Linked DNA regions of Mus musculus: region 2 is linked to region 1. Evidence: chromatin contacts called from public Hi-C data. All regions are on one chromosome and are shown on one strand. Each heading gives the region's core, a stretch centred on a gene start, on an enhancer-like site or on the middle of the called end of the contact. The rest is flanking DNA. Distances are from core to core; before and after follow the strand shown. Region 1 overlaps Slc29a4 (solute carrier family 29 (nucleoside transporters), member 4). Region 2 overlaps Tnrc18 (trinucleotide repeat containing 18).

Evidence for each region. A called contact is a pair of places that touch in the nucleus more often than the background predicts.
Region 2: a Hi-C map of the N1E-115 cell line shows a contact between it and region 1, with 2.5 times the contacts expected there. The contact joins two enhancer-like sites. A contact is called at or near these places in 1 of 15 datasets of contacts at CTCF or cohesin (pro-B cells), 37 of 484 Hi-C or Micro-C datasets (the Ba/F3 cell line, DN2 thymocytes, the G1E-ER4 cell line and 20 more), 3 of 115 datasets of contacts at active chromatin or transcription factors (double positive thymocytes and embryonic stem cells) and 3 of 9 other capture datasets (adipose tissue, liver and pancreatic islet).

Annotation. Positions count from the first base shown.
Region 1 is chr5:142,722,335-142,725,034 of GRCm38.p6, forward strand. Slc29a4 (solute carrier family 29 (nucleoside transporters), member 4) reads left to right here. Exons shown (of 11, transcript NM_146257.2): 11 at 1-156. It overlaps Tnrc18 (trinucleotide repeat containing 18), which reads right to left. Exons shown (of 28, transcript NM_001122730.3): 28 at 2,268-2,700. Among named protein-coding and RNA genes, the nearest start is that of Slc29a4, 22 kb to the left of the region's middle. Within about 2 kb of position 1,362, at least 26 of the 459 cell types and tissues checked have an H3K27ac peak or open chromatin away from gene starts, as enhancers often do. A contact at or near this core is called in the N1E-115 cell line and cerebral cortex, where this site is marked.
Region 2 is chr5:142,760,130-142,762,829 of GRCm38.p6, forward strand. The region is part of intron 13 of Tnrc18 (trinucleotide repeat containing 18); the gene reads right to left. Among named protein-coding and RNA genes, the nearest start is that of Gm31365, 51 kb to the right of the region's middle. Within about 2 kb of position 1,387, at least 47 of the 459 cell types and tissues checked have an H3K27ac peak or open chromatin away from gene starts, as enhancers often do. A contact at or near this core is called in the N1E-115 cell line and cerebral cortex, where this site is marked.

The DNA of each region.
Region 1 (2,700 bases), core at 112-2,611:
GACCTCCTGCCAAAGAGAGCTTTTGCTGAGCCGGGACACTTGCCTCTCCACACAGTGGCCCCAGCCGTGACCACCCTGTACCAGTCCCTGCTGTGTCCTGTCTACCTGTGTGTTCTCTGACTACCGCACTGGCCATTAAATATGGCAGAGACTGCCCACCGCTGTCCTGAGGAAGTGTTTGTGGGGGGAGGGCTGGGAAGTGAGCCACTGGGTAGGGTGGGGAGATTAAAATGGGGCCCTGATGGGGTGTCTTCCCCACAATGCTGAGACACTTGTGGTCCCACCTGTCCTGAGCTAGGTGTTTTTAGAACTGATGATTGCCTAGTGCTGAGCACCTGGGGCTTGCACGGGCCTTAGCAACCGCTGCCTCTGTGAGGACAGGAAAAGATATGGATTTCTACATCTGGCTCACAGGAGGAAGAGCTCAAAACGGGGAGTGTGCTGGTCCTGGCTCTACCCCCTCTGGGTCTGGGAGTCAGGCTGCTCAAAGCCAGTAATGAATTCTTCCCGGTTACAGTCCCCAGTTCTGGTGACAATTTAGAGACATCTTCTCTTCTCTCTTCTCTTCTCTTCTCTTCTCTTCTCTTCTCTTCTCTTCTCTTCTCTTCTCTTCTCTTCTCTTCTCTTCTCTCCTCTCCCCTCCCCTCCCCTCCTCTCTTTCTCTCCCCTCCCCTTCCCTCTTTTCTCTTCTCTTCTCTTTTCTCCTCTCCTCTCTCTCCCCTCTCCTCCCCTCCCCTCCCTTCCCCTCTCCTCTCTCCTCCCCTCCCCTCCCCTCCTCTTCTCTTTCTCTCCTCTCCCCTCCCCTCCCCTCTCTCTTCTCCTCTCTCTCTCTCTCTCTCTCTCTCTCTCTGTCTGTGTGTGTGCACATGCGCATGCGTGTCTGGTGACAATTTAGAGACATATTCTCTCTCTCCCTGTGTGGTGTTGCTGTGTGTGTGCATGTGTGTGCGGTGTGCGCTTGTGTGCACAGAAGCAAGAAGACAACCAATGTCCATTATCACTACACCATCTTGTCTCACCTAACCTGTCCCCCAACATTTAGGTTAGACTGGCTGGCCAGTGAGCCCCTGGAATCCACCTGTTACCAGCCCCGCTAGCCATACTAATTTCTAGAAGAGTTCTGTGGATTCAAACTCAGTCCTCCTGCTTGTATAGCCAATGCTGTAACTCACTGAGCCACCTCCCCAGGTCCAGAGGCATCCTTTCCCTGTTATGCATCCCCAAAGAATGGAATTGGAAAATGGGGACTTGAAAGTCCTGTAGCCTCAGAGACTTGCTTTGCAACCCTTGAGGGTCCCAGACCAAGGCTGTGGTAATACCACAGGTGGACGCTAGATGGCAACAATGTGACTCTTCCCACTCACCACCTACTTCCTTGCAACCTCTAGCCCCGCCTTCCCACGTTACCACTAGTTGCCACCCCCACCCTGTCTATCCGTGCAGATTTACACTTCTGGCTGGCCAGTCCTCCAATCTAGCTTCCACAGGCCCCAGAACTATTCCCCACCCAGACACGGGTGTGTGACCCTGACCCTTCCACATGTGGGTTGGACCCCTATGTTTACCTGGATGTGGAGGCTAGCAGGCATCCTGAGGTGTCAACCCTCATGCACCACCCACTCTGTGACATGTTTTCACTGACCAGGGGCTTGCTGTTTGGCTGGACTGGCATACTCAGCACTGGGCTCCCGGGGGAGGGGGGGCTCGGGGGGCCAGGGCACAGCCATGCCTGCTTGCTTGTTTTATGGTTATGGGACTCAGGCAGGCATCTTCCTAAAAACCTGTAGCTCTGAGAAGGTTTTAGAGTTATGTGTTTTGCCTGCATGTATATGCACCACATGAAACCTGGTCAGAAGAGGGCGTCACATCCTTAGAACTAGAGTTACTTATGGTTGTGAGCTGCCATGTGGGTGCTGGGTACTGAACCCAGTTCTTCTGCAAGGGCAGCAGGCACTCCTAACTCCTGAGCCATCATCTCTCCTGGCCCTTGCTCTTGAATTTTAAACAAGACAGATCACTCTGGCTTCGAGAACTTCCTGAAATGCTGGACCAAACTCATCTCTGTGCCCAGTAGAACAGCTCCAGGCCGTACCCTCTAGTTTGCCGCCCCCTCCCCGGCACGTGGGGCTCCTGTCACTGACAACCAGTGTTGTGTGGTTCCAGCCTCTCTCCATCTTTGGGTGCTCCAGAACAGGAGCCCCGCCTGGATCCTCTACACCGATTCTACCATTCACTCCAGGACCCCAAAATAAGTCACTCCAAAGACATAGTATTTTTCCAATTAAATTTTTTCTTTTCTCTTTTTCTTTCCTTTTTTTTTTTTTATGAAAAAAGATCACACAGAATTTGCCAACAAACAAAATTCCAAAAGAAACTTAAAAAAAAAAATCAGGAAACAGTAATTACCCCCACCCCAAAAAGAAAAGAAAAAACAAAACCGAAATCTGGCTTTTCCTTCCTTCAAGATTGTCTGCTCAAAGCCTCCGGGGACCCCACTGGGGTCTGGCAGGCACAGGGGGACTGGTTAAGTGCTTCGGGCTGAGCTGGGGGCTGGGCTCGGGCCCCCTCTTTCTATTTCCATCTCTCATCCATTTGGGGGCACATACAGTACACATGGGCAGGGGTGCGGGTACAGGGGAGTGGGGGAGAGGCATAAAGCCGGTGCTAGACATTCACGATCTAACAGGAAATAAAAAATAA
Region 2 (2,700 bases), core at 137-2,636, 38 kb after region 1:
CAGGTTGAGATGCTTAGGAGACTGGGCTAACTACCATCCCATACCCTTTAGACGTGGTAAACTGCTTAACTAGTCCTCAGCCCTTCCATCTAAAATGGGGCTGTGTCTGAGCATCACGAGGCCATCGTGAAGATAGACAACCAGGGAAGTAAGGTCCATGTAACAGGTATTAGGGCCAGTGAGACGGCTCAGCAGGTTGAAGGTACTGGTCACCATGCCTGATGACCCGAGTTCAATTCCCTAGGACCCAGATAATGGAGAAAACAGACTCTGACTTCTGAGGGTACCTGACACACATGCATACATGAACACACCCATACATCCCCAACACATATACCCACCCACTCACACATGCCCATACACACCCACACCCACCCACATATGCCCATACCTACCTACCTACACACACACACCCATATACACCCACCCACTCACAACACACTGCCACATCCACACACATCCATATACGCTCACACCCCCACATGCCCATACACACCTACTATACCCGCATTCACCCACCCATATACACCCATACCCACACACCCACACAGGCCCCATACACCCACATATGCCCACACTCATACCCACACCCACGACTGCACCACCATCCCCCACACAAATAAACAAAGTGAGGAGTTAGATGGTGCAGAGATTAAGATCCTGTAATCTTTTTGCAAAGGACCCAAGCTCAGTTCCCAACACACAGCCCCCTGTAACTCCAGCTTCAGGGGACATGACACTCCCATAGGATGCACTAATTTATAGATAACAGAAATAAGTCTTTTTAAAACACAAATACAGCCGGGCGTGGTGGTGCACGCCTTTGATCCCAGCACTCGGGAGGCAGAGGCAGGCGGATTTCTGAGTTTGAGGCCAGCCTGGTCTACAAAGTAAGTTCCAGGACAGCCAGGGATATACAAAGAAACCTTGTCTCGAAAAAAAAACCACAAATAAAATAAATAAAAGCACTTACTAGAAATGCCTTGTCTGGGGTCTGGAAAAATAACTACATGGTTAAGAGCACTGGCTGCTCTTCAAGAGGTCCCACGTTCGATTCCTAGCGCCCGCAAGGTGGCTCACAACCATCTATGACTCTAGTTCCAGGAGATGACACCCTCTTCTGGTCTCCACGGGCCGTGAACACACGTGGTACACAGGCATACATGCAAGTGAACACCCATACACATAAAATTTAAAGGTTTTAAAGATGCCTGGCCTAGTAATCACTTATTAAAAGCTGTTGCCATGGCAACAATCCTGGCTGGCACCCGCCTTCCCATCCTGGCTTTCCACAGCCCTGCCTGACAGTGCCTATAGAACTCTGAAGAAGCAGGCTACAGATGGGTTGGAGAAGGTAGCTGGATGAACCAGCCAGGGCTGGAAACAGCCCAGAGTGGGGCAGATCTGCTTTCCGTCTCCGCTTCCCACGGCAGCTGCCGGAGGCTGCTGCTCAGTCGGGACCAGCCTGTCCAACTGAACAGGTCAGAGCTGCCAAGAAAACGCCCGCCCGGAGTGTGCCTTGGATGCCTGGACCAGGGAGAATGATTAGAGATTTCACAGATTAAATTTCTCCTTGCACGTTTATCGCCAACGGTAGTCATTTGTTGAAATGAAATGTGCAGTTTCAAAGGCATTAACGCTCTGCCATTTCTGTGCGCTAGCTCTGTATCTTTAATCAGGCAGCGATTGCAGGAGGCAGGGGAGAGGCTGGGATGGTGTTGTTGAGATAATTAACAAAAGCGTCTCTCACCATGACCTGAGAAGAAAAGAGATCCTGGTGTACAAAAACCAGCAATCTTTTTATGCCTTTATCTTACACTCTGATTTATTTAAGATTTTATTTTTCTGAAAGAGGGTCTCACTAGGAAGCCCTGGCTGAACTTGTTATGTAGACCAGGCTGGACCTGCACACTCCACCATGACCTGATATCTTTTTTAGTTTAATTTTATTTTTTTGTATATATGTATGGTGTGTGTGTGGGGGGGGTGCGTACATGTGCACATGCATGCGCACGCAGGGGACATACATGCATTGAATGCACGCAGGCAGAGAGGAGAGTACCAGTGGGTATATTCCTCCTTCCCTCTCTCTACCTTATACACTGAGGCGGGGTTTCTCATTCAAGCTAGAACAAGATCCGGAGCCAGCTGTCCTGCCTGCTCTCAGGAGCCAACCTCCTAAGATGAGGAATCACAGATCAACCCCCACACCCACCAGTGCTTATAGTAACTCCAGTTATTATACTTGAACATCAAATGGTTTACCCACTGAGCCTCTCCGTAGCCCCCAAACTGACTACCTCCCCCATCCAGTCCTTTTACGTGACATTTCCCCTCTGATGACAAAAATCAATCAAAAGATCCCCTTCCCACAAGGCTTCACGAGGCAGAACATTAGCATTCAGAATCACGGTCCGTGAGCACACAGTCTCAAGGCTCTGTAGCGATGAGAAATTACCCCTGCAGAAGTCAGCCTGAATCACAATGGCATCGAGCCCAAGTGCAACAGCAAGGTGCTCATTAAACAATTACACTGCTAAACAACGGAGCTACCGCTATTTGGTTACGCACGTGTGCTCTAACCTCCCGCCTGCCGAAGCAGAAGTCTCAGCGCACACAACCCGATGATGTAGCTTTTAGCCCTACCTCCTCCCCCTGTTCCTTTGCCAGGTCCTTGATCTTCCTTGGGCCTTCTTTTTC